Linked DNA regions of Mus musculus: region 2 is linked to region 1. Evidence: chromatin contacts called from public Hi-C data. All regions are on one chromosome and are shown on one strand. The core of a region is the stretch at or near the end of the contact, and the rest is flanking DNA. Distances in the headings are between cores, read along the strand shown.

The links. Hi-C and Micro-C count contacts between places; a contact is called where the count stands out from the background.
Region 2: a contact with region 1 is called in a Hi-C map of bone marrow-derived macrophages, with 2.3 times the contacts expected there. The contact joins the enhancer-like site here to the promoter of Usp34 in region 1. A contact is called at or near these places in 3 of 39 promoter capture datasets (3T3-L1-derived adipocytes, the HPC-7 cell line and embryonic stem cells), 2 of 15 datasets of contacts at CTCF or cohesin (CD8 T cells and the NIH/3T3 cell line), 14 of 484 Hi-C or Micro-C datasets (the AML12 cell line, CD4 T cells, DN3 thymocytes and 9 more), 14 of 115 datasets of contacts at active chromatin or transcription factors (the 230-238 cell line, CD8 T cells, the HPC-7 cell line and 9 more) and 3 of 9 other capture datasets (adipose tissue, embryonic stem cells and pancreatic islet).

Annotation. Positions count from the first base shown.
Region 1 is chr11:23,302,514-23,308,865 of GRCm38.p6, reverse strand. Usp34 (ubiquitin specific peptidase 34) reads right to left here and starts at 1,971. Exons shown (of 80, transcript NM_001190401.2): 1 at 1,850-1,971. The coding sequence starts at 1,892.
Region 2 is chr11:23,355,534-23,362,531 of GRCm38.p6, reverse strand. Usp34 (ubiquitin specific peptidase 34) reads right to left here. Exons shown (of 80, transcript NM_001190401.2): 11 at 1,128-1,253; 12 at 816-945. Among named protein-coding and RNA genes, the nearest start is that of Usp34, 52 kb to the right of the region's middle. Within about 2 kb of position 5,026, at least 3 of the 459 cell types and tissues checked have an H3K27ac peak or open chromatin away from gene starts, as enhancers often do. A contact at or near this core is called in bone marrow-derived macrophages, where this site is marked.

The DNA.
Region 1 (6,352 bases), core at 722-3,221:
TCCAATGAGCCTTAAAGAAAACACTAAGCATATAAGTAAGTACCTTTGGGAAACACTGACTGACACAATTTCAAGACAATCATAACACCTTTTTATTACTAACTTACATGCATGTGTGTGAGAATGTGGGGACCCTGGAGTAAACCCACTCCCCTGAGAGATGTCACCAGCCCTTAAAAAGAGTATCTATCTATACCATGCAAAGGTCATCTCTTCTCAAGTAAATTTTCTTTAGATACTATGTTTACAACATTCCTAGTTAGGCTTAAAATGTTTTAAATCACACCCTAAGGGGGCTGGAGAGATGGCTCAGTGTAGTTAAGAGCACTTGCTGCTCTTCCAGAGGACCTGGGTTCAGTTCTCAGCACCTACATGGGGCAGCTCACATCTGGGGCAGCTCACATCTGCTGCAACTCCAGCTCCAGGGGACCTGATGCTTACTTGGGCAGCTGCACTCACAGGAATATATCTGTAAACAGACACACACATACCTACAGAATCTTTAAATCACTTCTCCCAAACTATTTTTCCTAAAGTATACTAAACAATTAAGTACTTTCAAGTTGGAGAACAGAGAGTCACAATCATCAATGTATTTCTAAGATACAAAATGTTTTACTGAAATAAGTACTAAGGAACTATGTTTACCATATCACTTCTACCAAGAATGAAATTTATGTCAAAATAGGAATAACCTTATAAAATACTAGGAAAATGTAGGATGACACAGATATGGGAAAATGTAGTTTGAATATATACAAAACACCTACTTTAATCTGTCAGGAACTAAATACATAGCTGAAAATAAATTATAAACCTTTTAGCCATTAAAGTGAAACTCAAGCACATAATAAAGTAAAAATTAAGCAACCAAAAGGGAATTACAATCTACAAATAGACTTTTTAAATGAATGAATTAAAAGGAATAAGTAGTTTCGAAATCTGTCAAAATATCACACTGAATATAAATTCCAATACCTCAAATGAATATTTGTCACAAATCAAGTTTGTGTAAATTATCTTTTCATCTAAACCACCTCTGGGCCCACAAGTGGCTGACGTGCAATATTCCCTGTTTCTTAAGCAGAAATGCAATCTTGCAAGGCCAAAAATAAAATATGTAATACAATAATAAAGAATAAGGAGTAAGGCCTCTCATTTTCAGAGACAGACCATGACTAACTCGGGGTGGTTGTCGTTGGTAGAGATCTCCTTATAATAGACTTTACTACTTAAACGACGAATGGTACTAAAGAAATACTATCACCTTTATTTTTAATTAAGGTAAGACGGTTCCAATCATCACTATTGCAGTTCAATTTCTGCTATTTAAGGGCTGGCAGATGGATTGAATACACCCACACACCCTCAAGGGATGGAAAAATCACCACCCTTCTCCCACGGACTTTAACGAAAATTAGCAGGTAAGCGAGGCCTCCCCAGCACGCTGGAAATCAAAGAGGGCGGCCCTGAGGCTCGGACTGCAGAGCAAAGCCTAGTCCTCCGACCCCACCTCCCCACACCTTCCTCGAAGGGGGAAAGGGGCGGAAGGGCTCATTAGTGCCTTCATTAATTGACACCTGTAATGAGGAAACTTTCCGAGACCGCCCAAGCCGGACCCGGCCGGGGCTGCGCCGCGGCCTCTCGGGCGCCCAGGTAACCCGGCGGCCTGGGCCCGAGGCGCCGCGACGGCCGCCGCCACCACGCACCTTCCCGGGCACACAGGCCCGTACGCCGGGCCGGCCCGGTCGCCGCAGCCCGCAGGCCGGGAAGGCAGGCAAGGCGGGAGAGCACAGCCCAGGGACCCCCAAACCGTGCACCCCGACGGGTCCCCTACCCGGCGACTTACTTTCATTTAACACCTCCACCAGGTCTGCGCAGTTCTCGCACATCGTTCGGCCGCCGCCCCCCCCTCCCCCGCTTAGGATCGCGCTGACTGATCCCGACCGGCGGGGGGGAGGGGACGGAGGCAGGGGAGGGGGCCGGCCTGCCGGCGGGGCGGGGAAGCGACGAGGGCGGGCGGCGGCGGCGAGGACGGGGCGGGGAGCCGCGGGTGGGGGAGGGGGCCGGCGGGCCCGGGAGCGGGAGCGGGCGGGGGCGAGGAGGGGGGCGAGGGGAGCGCAGGCCTCAGGGGCGCCTAGGCGCCGGCGGCGGGGGAAGGGGGAAGGACGGGGGAGGGGAGAGGGAGGGGTGGGTGGGGAGAGAAGCAGCAGAGTCACTTCACCACCGACCAGACGCCGCGGCCACCGCCGCCGCCGCCGCCATTTTAATGGAGCGCTCGGGCTGCGCTCGGCTCTTTCCGCCCAGGCGAAGGAGCCGAAGAGAGGCGCCTCGCGCACTCATTCCTCCGCCCTCCTCGCTGCCCCCGCCCTCCGCCTCTCTCCGCACACACGCCGCACGCCCTGCCGGAGCCGCTGGCCGCCCTCCCTTTCCTCTTCCGTCCGGCCTCCCCGCCCTCGGTCCACCCCCTGTGCGCGCTCGCCCTCCCCGCCCAGCCGGATCTCTGTCAGCGGCCGGAAGGGGAGCGCGCCGCCCGCCGCCGCGGGGGGAGGCGGGTGAGTGGAAGATGGCGGAGGCTGCGGGCGGGTCGCGGGTACGCGGCCTCTCCCGCCCCTACGGGCTCCGCGCTCCGGGAGACTCGGCCGGAGCCGCGACGGATGGCCCGCCCCGTCCCCTGCCGCGGCGCGGCGCCTCCTGATCTCCCGCACCCCCGAGGGGAAGCGGTGAAGTTTGCCTGTCCTTCGGGTACTTTGAGGGTGGAGACGGCCGCGGGTCAGCAGATGCTGGCAACGCCGCGGCTCGCTCCCCACCTGGCTTCGGGAGAATGGAACAGCCCAGGGCGCGTCTTAACCTGAATCCCTGTTTATCTCAGCCGTGCGGTTCTGTGAGGCTCATGGATCCTCAGCAGTGAAACACCTTGACAGGACTAGAAATGGCGCGGTTGAGAAACCGTGACACCTCGTTTTTACGCACGAGGTCTTACAACGTGTGTGTCTACCCATTCATTCTTCATCGGAAACGCTCTATTAGGCTTTTTCATCAGAGAGAGACAGCGAGAGCTAGTACCGTGAGGAACGAAGCCTGGCGTGATGGTTTACGACAGTACTTCCTAAATGCAGGCAGGAGGGTTGCTCCGAGTTCGAAGGCAGCCTGAGCGACTTTTATAACCCCATTTGCCCAGTGCCAAAAGAAATGGAGCCAGGAGTGGAAAACAAGTGAAAGGGACACCCAACTTAAGTTTGGTATTGCATTAAGAACTAGAAGCTCGGGCTGGTGAGATGGCTCAGTGGGTAAGAGCACCCGACTGCTCTTTCGAAGGTCCGAAGTTCAAATCCCAGCAACCACATGGTGGCTCACAACCACCCGTAATGAGATCTGATGCCCTCTTCTGGTGCGTCTGAAGACAGCTACAGTGTACTTACATATATAATAAATAAATAAATCTTAAAAAAAAAAAAAAAAAAAAAAAAGAACTAGAAGCTCAGAAAGATGGCTCAGCAATAAGAGCACTTGAAACTCTTGCGGAGGATCCAGATTCAATTCCCAGCACCCACATGGTGCTCATAACCATCTATATCCTGTTCCAGGGCATTCGAATCCCTCTTCAGACTTCTGCGGTCACCGTCCACACTCCTAGCACACACACACACATACATACATACATACATACATACATACATACATTAAGGCAAAAAAAAAAAGAGTAATTTTTTAAACAATTTTTACAGGACAACTTAGTGTTAGTTTTTACCTTCACTAATTTCTGTTTCTAAGATACTTCCACAGGGATATGACAACAAAGTCTGAAAGGTCATGTGCATGACCCCAAACCAAAACTTGAGCACATGTTAATGAGGGCCCCGGTATTAATCTTCTACGATGTCTTGTCAAGGTGTGTCACACTTTTTCTGTGCACTAGAACTGCTTCTAACTTCATGCTGTTTTTGCACGGCGCTATAAAGTTTCACTCCAACCTATTCCTGTTATTTCCTATGAGCTTTGTGAGTTGTGTAGCTGTTTTCCCTTCATCCTTCTCCCATCCTCTCCCCACTTAGAGTCTTCCTATCAATGATTATTGACTCAGCAGACATCACCTTCAGGCTAACCTTTGTCAGCCCTCTTAACAATCTTTTTTTTTTTCTCCCAGTACATCCCAGGTTTTTTGAAATGCCATCAATGAACCTTGATTTGAAAAAGACCCACTATCTAAGAAATATTTTTAAGTTGTTTTAAACTAAGTCTTGGTAACCTGGTATTTCTAGGGTTGTTCTATGCCTGAAACATAATTTAAATATGGAAATTAATTGAAAATATAAAGGCTTTTTTTTAGTATTGGTGTAGTACTTTTTTGAGATGCACTTTTGCTTTGTTAGCCCATGCTGACATAGAATTCAAATTCCTCATGCTTCTGCCTTCTAGGGACTGGAATTACAAGCAGGTGTCACTATATACAGCTATACTTTACCCACAAACCCCTGAACATTGAAGTTACAAATAGGATAAAAGCTAACCTTAAAATTGATATACAGGGTAATAAAATCTGGGCCACTAACTAGGCAGAGGTGGTACACACTTTAATCCTAGCACTCAGGAGCCAGAGGTAGACAGATTTCTAAGCTCAAGGACAGCCTGGTCTAGAGAATGAGTTCCAGAACAACCCGGCTACATGAGGAAATCCTATCTTGGAAATAAATAAATAAGTAAATCTGTGTCTCTTCTGCTTTGTTTGACCAAGTGTCTAACCTTAGACTGCTTATGTGAAAAAAATAAAACTTTCTGACCAGTCTGGTAGCACATGCTTATGTGACACAAATAAATGCATACACGCTATAGTAGTAAAAGTCTATACTTGCAGTATTTGGGAAGCAGAAGCAGGATTGTCACACATCTGACCCTCCTGGTTTACATGCTGAGTTCCAGGCCATTGAAACTGCTTTAAACAACCGTGTCTCAAAAAGAAATAAGCTGGGATATAGTTCAGAATTAGGTAGCTTGCTTGACATGTATATTATCTCAGTTCAATTCCCAAAAATACACATACATAGACACACAAATGATCTGAGAATCTGGAAAATTATTGGTAGAAAGAATGGTTATTCCATTATCTACATCAGGGCTCAATAACTTTGATTAGTAAATACAAATAGTGAACATTTAGATTATAGAGTGTAGGGGCCCTAGTGATTAAAACCTGTAAATGAAGGGGCTGCAAATAATGACACTGTCTCAGAGGAGAGGACTGGGGAGAGGGCTCGTGGAGCAAAATGCTTGCTGCACAAGCATGGTGAGCTCTCTTTGGAACCCCAGTACCCTTGGAAATGTTAAGTGTGACAGTAGATGCCTGTAACTCTAACCTGGGGAGATGAGGAAAGGGAACAAGGCAGGAAAATCCCTCAAGTTCAGTGGTTGATGAGACAACTGTCTAAAATGGCTTTACATTCAGTAAGAGACCCTGTCTCCAAAAGGAAAAAAAGAAAACAATGAATGATCTGGACACTGGGATCAAGTAGTTCAAAGTACATAGTGCTCTCACAGAGGACCTGGTCAGTTTCCAGCACATTAATGGACAGTGAACTTGAAAGGTGTACAATTTTAACATGTTACAAAAGACTGCTATTGTATATTTTCTCTCATTTCTGAATGTTAGCTTTGAATATTCAGACATATCTGTTCCATTGGAAATATCCATACAATTCAGGGGTTTAGTAAGAAGCGATGGGAAAGAGACTTTAAAAGAGGGAGATAAACTGGCATGGTGGCGCACGCCTTTAATCCCAGCACTTGGAAAGCAGAGGCAGGTGGATTTCTGAGTTCGAGGCCAGCCTTGTCTACAGGACTGTGAGTTCCAGGACAGCCAGGGCTACACAGAGAAACCCTGTCTTGAAAAAAAGAAAGAAAGAAAGAAAGAAAGAGAGAGAGAGAGAGAGAGAGAGAGAAAGACAGAGAGAAAAGAAAGAAAAGGCAAAGGCCACATGGAAACCTACTACTATAGAAGCTTCCTAAATTAAATACATGTATGAAATGAGGTTTTAAGTTTGGAGAATGGCTGAGCTCTTTTTTTTTATTTTTTTAGATTTATTTATTTATTATATGTAAGTGTAGCTGTCTTCAGACACTCCAGAAGATGGAGTCAGATCTCATTACAGATGGTTGTGAGCCACCATGTGGTTGCTGGGATTTGAACTCCGGACCTTCAGAATGCCACCATCAGAAAAGCAGTCGGGTGCTCTTACCTACTGAGCCATCTCACCAGCCCCATGGCTGAGCTCTTAAGAGCTGCTCTTCCAAAAGACCCAAGTTCAATTCCCAGCACCCACTACTGGCATCTCACAACCACCTGTAACTCAAGCTC
Region 2 (6,998 bases), core at 3,777-6,276, 51 kb before region 1:
GCTTCTCTGGGAGAGCACAGAGGGTTATGTAAGACACAGACAAGGAAGCCTGTTGCCTATTGTGGGTGCCTGCACACAAAGTTCTAGAACAGTAGCATATGCCAAAAGAAAACTCTAGGTTTAAGTATATAGTTTTAAAAACTCTTTAGAAATTACCCATACATGCAACCAACAAGTTAGAAAAAGACAGAATTGTGTTCTAATCTGAAAATTACTTAACAAAACATTTTGTTCCTTTCCCAAAAGAAAGAAAAATTAAACATGAAAAAATTTACTAACTTCTGAAAATATATGCACTGTTTAAAGATTCAGCAAAAAACAGTACCCAGAAACTTTATTACCATCTGATACAGAGCATCCTTCCCATTCCAAACAGGGTTCCTATCCCACACTCCACTGTAAGGGAAGGTGGCTGCTGAGTACATACTAAGTATCTTTTGTCTGAAATACATGTGATTTTAATGTGCCTGATATTGTGTTTATTCTAGAACTTTAGAAGTCTAAACACAAAATTCATTTTTGATTCATACACTTCTTTCACAAACTTCCACTTTCAGGCTTCCAAATACCCGCTAAAGTGACTTTACATATTATTTGTAGTAGACAGTGACCAGATACATGAGTAAAGATGCAGGGTTTTCTATGTGTAAGAACAAGTCAACAGTCTTTATTCAACAGAGTTGTGGGGTTTAATTTACAGCATTTTGAATATTCAGATAGGAGTGTACAAAATGTACTAGTAGAAAATACTTGACACCTTAGTAATAAATTCAAAATGTGGTACATCTTATTGTGGTACAATATGCTTGACTAACCTTTCTTGTTTCCAATGGGCATATTAGTGTTTAATAAAGATGCAAAAGAACTCTGTTTAGACAGCTGAGCCTTAGCTGCAAGTGCATTATTCCACAAAGCTTTAATTAACATGGATGCCAAGTACAGTGTCTAAAAGAGAGAGATTACGGTTAGAAGCTCTGGGGCAGACATATAAAAAAATTTAACATATTTTTAAAAATCTAAATGATATTAAAACAGTACATTAATTAAAAGTGAAGTTATCTTAACAACTAAGCAAAATCCTCATTGTGCAGAAAACAAAACATACCGGTATATTCTCAATGTCTTACCTGTTCAGTATGAACACCTGGTTCAAGAGCTGAGACCAGATTAAGTAAATGTCTAAGTGGCACAGGATCCAGATTCTTGATGAGTGAAGGGAATAAGTCATGAATATATCGACTACAGTGCTTCAGCTAAAATAAAAAGACAAACATTTAACAAATTGCCCAAAGTAAACTAATTAAATGACATAAAAAAGCCAGGTTGTAAAGTCAACAAGCATTTCATACATTGGAAAAAAGAATAATTACTGGATAGCATAAATAGTACTATTTTTTTTAATTAAAAGCAAAATTTAACTGACTTATATAAACCAAACAAACTACAACTAACTTTTAGTCAAGAAAACAAAAACAAAAAACAACAACAACAAAAAACAAATAATATCTAAGTTTTGAGAATTCCTAATATCAATGGCATTAACATTAAAAACAAAAACAAAAACAAAACAATAACAACAACAACAACAAAAAAAAAAAAACCTAGAAGAGATTGGGGAAATATATAAAACCTGGGTTTGGTACCCAATACTAAAAATAATGGCTATAATATAGACAATTAAAACCAAGAACAGAGGCTAAAGAAATGGCTCAGCAGCTAAGAGCACCTGGCTGCACCTCCAGAGTCCAGAACTTAATTGTCAGCACCCATATGGCAGTGTATCTCCAGTCCCATGGGAATCCAAACCCCTCTTTTGGCCTCTGGTAGACATTGCACACATGTAGTGCACAGACATACATTTAGGCAAAACATGCATACACATAAAATATTACATAAAATGTTTAAAAAACTGATTTGAGAAAACAACACCAACAAAAATGTAACAAGCAAAATGCTTTCAGGTAGATTATATTCCAAAATGCTTTCAGGTAGATTATATTCTGATTATCAGAGTATTACAGATAGTCAACAATTTCTAAAGAACATACTAGAAATTCTTATCAAAATAATTCAAGACTAAACCAAATGATAGAAAAAAATCTGTTTAATAAAAAGTAGAAATCTTAAATATACAACAAAAATGTAATATTAACCATGTAATAAATGTAATGGGGAGGGGAGGGGAGGGGAGAGGAGAATTCGACTTTCAAAAGGCTTACCATCATTAGAGCATCTGGACAAAGACTTTTCAACACCTCTACTATAAAACCTTTCTTTTCTTTTTTTTTTTAAAGATTTATTTATTATATTTATACAAGTACACTGTAGCTGTCTTCAGACACACCAGAAGAGGGCATCAGATCCCATTACAGATGGTTGTGAGCCACCATGTGGTTGCTGGGATTTGAACTCAGGACCTTTGGAAGAGCAGTCAGTGCTCTTAACTGCTGAGCCATCTCTCCAGCCCCTATAAAACCTTTCAAAAGCACATGGGTGGCACACACCCTTAATCCCAACACTTGAGAGGCAAAGGGAGATGAACTTGTGATTTCCAGACCAGCCTGGTCTACAGATCAAGTTCCAGGCCAGCCAGGGCTACATCATAAACCTGTTCCTCCTCCTCACACACATGGGGGCCTTTAAGAGCTATACCTATCTGTTGAGAGCTTTTGGTGACATGGGAATCTGGCATTTGTCACTGGGCTCACACAGATAAGAATGTCAGAAACAGAGACCATGGGGCTTTGTTTCCTGCTTTGCTGAGTTACTGCCTATGTGATCTCTTTGCTTGCTACTTTGCTTATTACCTCGTGGAGTCCTTTGGCTTATTACTTTCTTGTGTGATCTCCTTGTTCACTACTTCACTTGATTACTTTTTGATCTAAGAACTGACCATGTTTTTAGATGTACCTGGAATGATATAAAGCAGGCTGGAGAGGCAGAAAGCTGCTTCAGCCTCAGTGTGGGTGGAGTCATGTGATCATTTTGTCTGTCTTTCTTTTTCAATCCTCACCTCTTTTAGTAAACACACACACACACACACACACACACACACACACACCCCTTCCAGAGACCAAGCCTGAGAACCTGAGTTCAATCCTCAATACCTACACAGTGTAAGGAGAGAACTGATTTCTGCAATTTGTTCTCTGACCTCCATACATATGTCCTCCCCAACAGTCAAACAAAAGGGATTAAAAAATAAATCCTTCAAGAATACAGTGTTTGAACAAAGATCACCAGTAGGAAAATTACATAACAAAAAGTTAAAAAGATCAAAATTACAATAGCTGAAATGGAAAAATACACTTTTATTGGGGTACTTCCCAAAACACACTATGGCAGTTTAGAGATAGGTATGAGCTACAAGAAAAAATTCCAGGGCTGGAGAGATGGCTCAGTGGGTTAAGAACACTTATGACTCTTGCAAAGGATCCAGTCAATAGAGCACACATAGACAACCCAAGCATGAAAACCTGAGTTCAGATCCCAAGCATCCATATAAAAAAACAGACATAGTAGTGCGAGTACACCAGTAATCCTAAAATCAGCGAAAAGATATGAGAACCCCCAGGGATTGCTGGCCAGGTTAGTATACCTGATTAAGTGAGCTCTAGATTAAATTAAAAAACCATGCATCAAAAAAGGAAGAAGGGAGGGCGGGAGGATGGATGGACAGGTCACAGGTAGAGTGTGAGAAAAAAATACACCTCATACAGCCTTCAGGCCTTCATGTGAATATCCTTCTGCATATAACTACAGGTAAATGAACACATATATACATGAATATCCTTCTGCATATAACTACAGGTAAATGAACACATATATACATGAATATCCTTCTGCATATAACTATAGGTAAATGAACACATATACACATGAATATCCTTCTGCATATAACTACAGGTAAATGAACACATATACACATGAATATCCTTCTGCATATAACTACAGGTAAATGAACACATATACACATGAATACACCACAGATTCAGAATTAAAAGAAAACCAAAAAATCCGAAATAACTTCTCCACAAAGCAAATACATAAAAAAACCAAGGCAAAGTGAGTCCCTTCTCCTGAAATTAATAAGGATACATTAATAACCACCAAATGGGGATGAATTGGTTGAAAGCTTATACAAAAGAAGTCAAAATAATTTAAATTATGAGCTGGAGGAATGACTCAGTGGTTAAGACCACCAGCTGCTCTTCCAGAGAGTTTGACTCCTGCCAACCACATGGTAGCTCACAACCTTCTGTAATTCTAGTTCCAGGGGATCCTACAGTCCTTTCTGGCCTCTATGAGAAGCAGGCATGCAAATGGTACATAGAGGCAAAATATCTACACACAGAAAACAAAACAAAGTAAATAAAATTCAAAGGCTGAGAGGCAACCCACCTTGAGCAGGCCACAACCTATTCTCAGGTCCATCTAACTTTCTGCCTGAGCATGGCTCTCTCTTAGCCTAGGCTTAAAGTTTGCATTAACTGGAATAATTAACTCCAAATCTATTTCAGAGAAACAAAAACAGTGTGTTCAAAGAAGACAAGATCACAACACTTCTCCAAAATCTACCAGTCCCATCCCCAATAGCCTAAAATAATGGTTGCTTAGACAAAATTCCAAAGAATTAAAAGAATAAGTGATAAATGAAAGAAATGAAAAAGCATAAACTTCTGTATAGCTTTCAAAATAGCACACACTGAAATGGAATAAAGAAGCCAATACAGAATATAAAAATGAAGTTCAATAAAAGAGATACAAATATTGAGAAAGAAACTAAATGATGCTAAAAACAAAATTCACTAATGAAAACAAAAGTCACTAGAAAGCCTCATAGTCAAAATGGACAAAGAGAGAGGACAGGCAATCAGGCTTAAGGGAGAAGCTGGAGTAAGAGCTGAATTTGAGTTAAAAAAAAAAAAAAAAAAAAAGGCTTTTAAAACTATGAATAGTAAATACAAAAAAAAACCAAATCTATTAATATAGAACATAGAAGGAAAGGGGAAGGAACGGTACTGTAATGTCTGGGATTAAACTAAAAAAGGAAGTTAAGGGCTGGTGAGATGGCTCAGTGGGTAAGAGCACCCGACTGCTCTTCTGAAGGTCCGAAGTTCAAATCCCAGCAACCACATGGTGGCTCACAACCATCTGTAACGAGATCTGGCGCCCTCTTCTGGAGTGTCTGAAGACAGCAAAAGTGTACTTAACATACAATAAATAAATAAAAAGTTTTTTAAAAAAAAAGGAAGTTAAACTAAAAAAAGAATATAAAAGATAGAAAATATTTTCAATATAAACAAATGAAACATTCCCAAACATTAGATGTTAGAAAAGGTCCATTCATGTACAAGAGACATACAGAGCAGCAGAAAATACACAGGACCAGAAACAAACAAGACAAAATGAAAACTCCACATCATATACTCAAAACACTAAATATAAAGAATTTTTTTAAAAAATGGAGAGTTACAAGACACATACAAATGCAGCCCTATCACAGTAACAGAAATCTTAAAATTCAGACAGGCACAGAAATACAAATTCAGGTTCCAAATGACCACAATCACCAACTCAGGCTACTATACCTAGCAAAATTGTCATAATTGATGTGGGAAGAAAAATATTCCAGGATAAAAGCAATCAAAATCAAAAAATATTTATGACCTAAGAAACCCCAAAGAAACAGATACAGGAGACACTGGGTTTGGATATGACTCACTCATACACACACACACACACACACACACACACAATCAAAGGGTGGGCCACTAAGATGGATTCAGTGGGTAAAGACATCCTCCACTAAGTGGAATCTCAGTAGGTGGTAAGAACCAACTCGCACAAGCTGTCCTTTGACTTCATGTGTGTGCCATGCCATATGAGCCCTCTCTCTCAAATAAATGTTTAAAAAGAATAATCAAACAAGGCAACTAATAAACATCAAAGAATATAAACAGATAGTCACAGAAAATAAAAACTATCAACCTCATTCATAATACAATAAATGCAAAATAAAATACTAATGTCTTCTCATCCATCAAATTTGCAAAAAAAATAAAAATAAAAATGAAGCTTAATGACAATACAAAAAGTAAGGAAAAAGTGGCACTGACCTATTAGTACTCCCAAGAAAAGCATCTATCTACTTTAGTGTATTACTTCTACTTCAGTAGGTATTGGTCCTATACAGAAGTTTTGTACAAGTCAGGAATAACCATCAGATACTATCTTATTCTAATTTATAACAGAATGACTAGGAGAAAATATGTCCGTAAATGGGAATTCATTAATTATTTTCCACCTAAATAATGACACATCACAGTCTTAAAAAGAGTATTAACTGGCTAGAGAGATGGCTCCCTGATTAATAGCACATACTCTTCTTGAGGAGTGCCTAGGTTCAGCACCCAGCACCAACACAGAAGCTCACAACTGCCTATAACTCTGGTTCCAGGAGATCTGACAATATTCCATATAAATTAAAAATAAATCTCTTGAAAAATATACAATGACAGAATAGACAGACAGAGACAGACAAGAGAGACAGGCTGACTAAACAGATTCTTGGTTTTAAGCTGTTAGCATATGCCTATAATCCCAGCATACATACACACACACACACACACACACACACACAGAGCCAGAGAGAGAGAGAGAGCAAGCAATGTGTACATATGTCCGACAGCACTAAGGATAAGAAAAGCTGTCTCAGACACTAAGGTGCATGGAAAGTGCCAAATCCATTTGGTATTCACCGGGATTTAGGGCCAATACCATGTAGAAACTAAGGGAATGACTCTTGGGTCTTTGGTTTTTGTTCTGCTTTTGTTTTTTTATGGGTGTGTGTGTGTATGTGTGTGTATGTGTGTGTATGTGTGTGTGTCTGTGTTTCTGTTTAGGAGATGCCACCTATGTGTGAGTGCTTTCAGAAGCCAGAATAGGTGTCAGATTCTCTGAAACACAGCTTACAAACATTTGTGAGTTAGCTGATG